Linked DNA regions of Zea mays: region 1 is linked to region 2. Evidence: chromatin contacts called from public Hi-C data. All regions are on one chromosome and are shown on one strand. The core of a region is the stretch at or near the end of the contact, and the rest is flanking DNA. Distances in the headings are between cores, read along the strand shown. Region 1 overlaps LOC100304403. Region 2 holds the start of LOC103649905 (deoxynucleoside triphosphate triphosphohydrolase SAMHD1 homolog).

Region 1 (2,780 bases), core at 261-2,760, 280 kb before region 2:
ACTCGGGTAACACACAACTATCGCCTAAACTCGGTTACACGGTGAGTTAGCCAGCAAGGTAGCAATCACTCATTTCGGTGCCATGCGGGCACTTAGTCAGAAACAACTGCCTTTTATGTGCCTGTGTGTCTGTGAGGTGGACGGTTCTAGACATTTCGGTTCAAGATAGCAAATCGGACAATTTGTATACAGTTGAAAAAACTAACTGGTGCCAGAGATCAGGTTGAACAGTGGTGGTACTTGTTCTAAATTTATTAGCATGTTTGATGGCACCGCACAACATTCACCTCTTCTCTGGAACACTATCAGTAGACAAATATAAAACTATGGACTTGCTGAATTGTTGGTAGTTTGTTCTGTATGATTGAGACTTGTATGCTTTTACCATATATGTTCTTCTAAAAACCTTTTTAAGTTAGGTCACCAAAATCTATTGTCGTGTCGCTTCTTATGTCATTTTGAATGTCATGGGACTCCTGTTGATCTGATCTGCGGCATGACAATTACGTTGTATCTTGGTTAACACCGACAAATATACTATTTAAATAGATGTTTTTTTGTGGGGTGGGCGGTGGAGGCACCCAAAGTGTGCCTCATCTTATATTTATCAAATAAATTGTTCTTTTAATCATCACAGATGGTGTCTAGGAAGCTCCATCATGTGATAAAAAATGCCATTGCCTGTTGTTCCTGAACCTGCATGTTTTTAGAGAATCTGTTCTGCCAGTGTAGAGTGCGTTAGTGTACAAATGGTGACTTGGCACGTATGTGCTTCCACGATCATCCCCTTGTGTCATCCACCCTTTAAAGGCTTGTTCGGTTATTTTCAATCCATATGGATTGGAGGGGATTGATACGGATTAAGAGGGATTTTGATTTACTAGGGATTGAAACCCTCTCAATCCCCCTCAATCCATATGGATTGGGGTAGAACCGAACAAGCCCTAAAGAGATGGAATGGAAAAAAACATGGTGAGCTGATTGCTGATATTGAACTGGTGCATCATGTGCGCATTTATACCTGCCTGCTGTTTCAACACTAAACGTGAAATGTCTACCTTCAATTTCGCAGGCTCTTGAGAGAAGAGGAAGAAGAAAGAAGGGTCTTTTCTTCAAGTAGTTTCAGCTATATTACACTTGTTTCTACGCTGCTTCTAATGTATGTATGTAGCATTTTGGTTGATCGGCGTGGTGCACAAGTGTTCTGTTTCTGTAAAATACTAGACGATTGTGTTGTAAAACTAACCAAAATGCCAAGTACACATGTTAATATTTTCTGCCCCACTCAGAAGAGCTAGAGTTTTGCCATAACGAGTGCAGCTCCGCGTTTGGCTTCCAGGCACAGCTAGATATAGTTCAATAATGTAATCGGGTGAAAAAGAATTGGGCGGCCCCAGAAGATGCTCTTTGAGATTTTATCTTTGCCAGGAGTCGTCCGCCCTACACCTGGTGGGCGGTGTCTGCCTGCCTGGCTTGTGACTTCAAAATTGGCAGCGTGGAGATGATGAGGTCACGGTTCACGCCCGAGAAATAACTAGCATGGCCATGGCCATCGATCCGCTAGGTCTGCGAGTAGGTTTCATACGTGACACTGATACGCCAGAAACAGAATGGACCGGCCTTACATATGTACAAATCACATAGGTATCCACACTGTTCAGAAATCTTATCTTTTGGTGCATGATCTGCTGTTTTGTCGCAGTGTGTGTCACGATCCCTTACCATACACGTTCGGTCCAGTTCACATAGGAGCACACTACAGTGACCGTTGAGCACAACGTGAAATCATCAAATTTGATGAATAGTAAGGTTCGAACAAGTTGAAGAGACAAACCGTCTCGATCTTACAAGATAATACTCCCTCCGTCTCAAAATATAATCCGTTTTAGACTAATCACATATTCATTAAGTAACATATGAATGCAATTTTTATGTATGTCTATATTTATCATCATTTGAATAAATTTGGACGGAAAAAAGTATTCTAGAAAGAACTATATTTCAGAACGGAGTGAGTATAATTATAAGATAATATTGAGTCAAATCAAATAACGGGGCGTTTGGATCCCTTCATTTTAGAGGAATTGGAATTCACTCAATAAAGTAACTTATTTAGTTTGGAATTTGACATTCCACCACTTTCTAAATTTCAGATATAAGCCTATCTTAAATTCATGGGGTGGAGGGTGAGAAATGATTTTATGCATTACTAGAATTGGTTTCTAATCTATAATTTACATGACACTCTTCGTCTCACTTCCCTATAGTAAAAATGTAGCACATAAATATCTCCGACATCTTGCTAATAATAGTATACAAATATATTTTGCATAAAACTGAATTAGCTTAATTGATATATGTCTAAATTACTATTATTAGAATGGAATTCAATTCTAATGATCCAAACGGGCTGTAAGTTTAAATTTAATTAGACTTATAAAAAAAGCAACGATGCTTATATCTACTACTCTCCCTCCATCCTAAAATATAGTTCATTCTAGCCATCTTTTATCTATCCACATTTGAGTGAATAATAATGAATATAGATATGCATATAAACTACATTCATGATTAATTAATTAATATATGTTTAGCCTAAAACGAATTATATTTTGGATGGATGGAGCACTAAATAGGTGTTGTTGTAAGTATTCGTTACGGAAAAGTATCTTTATATAGTGTTGTTACTTGATCCAACTTAGGGTCCATTTAGATGTAGATATTGGAGATGTTAGAATTGAATTGCATCCAATACCAAATCTGTCTAATATTGAAAATGA
Region 2 (2,966 bases), core at 212-2,711:
ATATACTTTCCCAAAATTCCGCAAGGTGGTTCTGTTTCCCATGGCCCCACTGTGGCACTGGCAGCTATAGACGTCCAGGTGGTTCCACTTAGCGTTCGAGCCACATGGCATTCAGATACACAACAAGAATGAGATGCAGCTGGATATCGAGCTAGCTCGGCTCGTCCGAATTCGAGCTGGCTCATTAAGCTAACGAGCTGGCTCGACTCGTTAAGCTAACGAGGCGTGAGACAGAGTAGAAAAAAACAATATGTACACAATAATCAATTTCTAACTAGTTTCAAACTAATTTAAGAATAGAAAATAATAATTATACTCATAATTTTACAGACCACATCAATGTAACACCAAATTAACACAACTCATCGCCACTCATCAATTCACTATTCACACACATGTTCGTTGGTTTAACCTACAATTATAATCGCATAGATCAATTTAACACATAGACACAATTTATTGATCATTAATTTAACTCATAAACAACAAACACTACATATACATATAACATGTTCATCAATTTATACCTAAACGACATGTATATAGTTTCGTTTTACTGAAATGTGATAGTTTGTTTAGCTCGCGAGCTGGCTCATTAACAAATCGAACTGACTCGTTAACGAACAGAACTAGAATATTAGCTCAGCTCGCATAAATATTTAAACGAGTCGAGTCGAGCTATATTGAGCTGACCATGAATCAAGCCGAGCTATATTGAGCTGACCATGAATCAAGCGAGCTGACGAACCACGATTATTTTACCGGTACGTTCCAGGGTAGCACGCAACCCAAAAGGGCAAGGCGAAGGCCCAAGGGCCCGATGCTCGATCGCCCGACCCTACCACGTTGTGGCAGTGCCGCCTAATAAAAATGTGGGATTAAGGACCTTGTTTTGTAGCTTAATTTTATCATGTCAAAAGTTTAGGAGGTGTTTAGGAGTAAAATATTTTTGAAGTTTAGAGGAAACCATAGTATTGAACAATACCATAGTATTTTTACCAAAAATTGTTTGGCTACATTGTAAAAAACCTTGTTTTAAATACCATGATTTTATAGATATCATGGTATTTTTAGATTATTTAAAACTTCACTCCATCACAAAGTTTTTGCCTACGACTAGCATTGCACGTATATACTAAATATCATAGTTCAAAATATTTTGTCTCTAAACACGTATTGTTAAGAGTGATGTAAAAAAATTATGACATTTAAAAAGTAGTATTTCAAAATAATAGTTTTGAAATACTTTGGTTCCAAAGACGGCACTGTTTTGATTGATTCTAGAGAATTTATAATGACTTTTAAATTAAAAAATGGTGCAACAAAATGGAAAGTAAATCTTCCGTTAAATAAAAAGGTAACGTAACCCTCAAAATCCCCTCTCCGGGATTCTTTTCTTGTCTGCCTCGCACCCATTTTCTTTTCTTGGCCTCCCCGCTTCGCCTGTTTCAGCTTCCCACGCGGCGCGGCCACCCCACGTTCCCACCCATCCCCCCTCCGAAAAGCACAACGCCACAACCCGCTCACTCGCAAAGTCGCAACGCGCCCCACGAGGCCACGACGCACGAGCGCGCGCTCCGGGCGTTCGGGAACTCGAACGCGCCGGTGGGAGAGGAGAACCGCACCGCGGCGCAGACATGGGCGAGTACTGCCCCTCCCCGCAGGGGGACTCCGCGCTGGCGGCGCCGCCCTTGACGCTCCCCTCCTCGTCCCCAGCGACGGCGGTTAGGCCAAGCTACGGGAGCTGCGACCGCAGCTACGTGAAGCAGGTCTTCGACAACCTCCACGGCAGCATCTCCGTAGACCCGGTGAGCTCCGCGCTGCATCCTTACTTCGCTGCCCCTCCTCTCATCTCTCCTCCCCTCATTGCTCGTGGATTGATTGATGATCGTTGATCGTGTCGGTCCTTCTTCGTCTGCCCCTCGGAGGTGGATGAATTGGTTGGTGATGCATGTTCAATGCTGTTTTACATCAGTTCGGTTTGCCGCTCGCGTTGCCCCCAATTCGTCTCCCTTGCTACCGCTAGTGGCGCGGTGCAGGATTATGTAATGCCCTTCCGGGTTTTCTGATATGCATCCGTATCTGTTTCATTTGATTCTACGTTTTCCGCGGCCGCAGTTTACTCTTGCGATGCTGTTGTTTGCTCGTGCGAAAGCAATAGTTCACCCTTTTTATGGTTTACTCCGCTGTCTGCTCCTTCAGTTTTTTGTGCCAAGTGCCTGGACACAGTAGATTCCATCTCTTCATGTGCTTCTAGTTGTTGCGCTGTGCTTTTTATGGTTTGGTATTTGGTCCTGTACTCCTGTTCATGTGTTGTAATGTTGCATGTTGATGTTGGTGTGGCGTATGGACTCCTTGAATGGTTAGCTATGCATGTGGCGTTTCGTTTCTCCAAATTAATAAATTCAATGGGGGTACATTTATTTATTCTAATCTAGGAGTAACTTGAGAATAATGCTAGCCTTACTTTTGAAGGGCAGACTGGTGCTGTTTCACCGAGTCAAAGGTCATGGAAATCGAAGGAGTCCACTATACCCCCATGCGAGGGAGCGCCTGACTTATTGGCCCATAAACAGTCTCCGGTGGCTAGTTTAATTTGCTTTGACTGCTACATGTGACTTGAACCTGACCTCAGATGTTATACCGCAAATGAAATTTAAAATCATTTCGGCATTTTAGTTCTCCACTTTTGGATAGGTAGGCAGTTTCATCTGTGCATTACTGGCGTTGACATTCCACTGGAGAAAGAGCGACCGTTTGGTGTACATGACAAGTCTATATTGGCCCGCCCGTTCTGATGTTGTTCATAACCATTTTACATATTATAAAGTGTTTAGGCTTGGCGTTTTACTTTACACCATAGATAACCACTTACGTTTGTACTCCTTTAATTTCAGTCTTGAATAGTCATGGATCCAGTGTTATCTAAATAGCATTACAGACCATTTTTATTGATAAGCAATGTA

The links. A called contact is a pair of places that touch in the nucleus more often than the background predicts.
Region 1: a Hi-C map of leaf shows a contact between it and region 2, with 4 times the contacts expected there. The contact joins the enhancer-like site here to the promoter of LOC103649905 in region 2. A contact is called at or near these places in 4 of 25 Hi-C or Micro-C datasets (ear, leaf, root tip and 1 more).

What each region holds. Positions count from the first base shown.
Region 1 is chr3:29,924,416-29,927,195 of Zm-B73-REFERENCE-NAM-5.0, reverse strand. It overlaps LOC100304403, which reads left to right. Exons shown (of 21, transcript NM_001165839.1): 21 at 1,073-1,307. The coding sequence ends at 1,120. Among protein-coding and RNA genes, the nearest start is that of LOC100304403, 35 kb to the left of the region's middle. Within about 2 kb of position 1,510, at least 11 of the 20 cell types and tissues checked have an H3K27ac peak or open chromatin away from gene starts, as enhancers often do. A contact at or near this core is called in ear and leaf, where this site is marked.
Region 2 is chr3:29,642,346-29,645,311 of Zm-B73-REFERENCE-NAM-5.0, reverse strand. LOC103649905 (deoxynucleoside triphosphate triphosphohydrolase SAMHD1 homolog) reads left to right here and starts at 1,461. Exons shown (of 19, transcript XM_008675588.4): 1 at 1,461-1,808. The coding sequence starts at 1,638.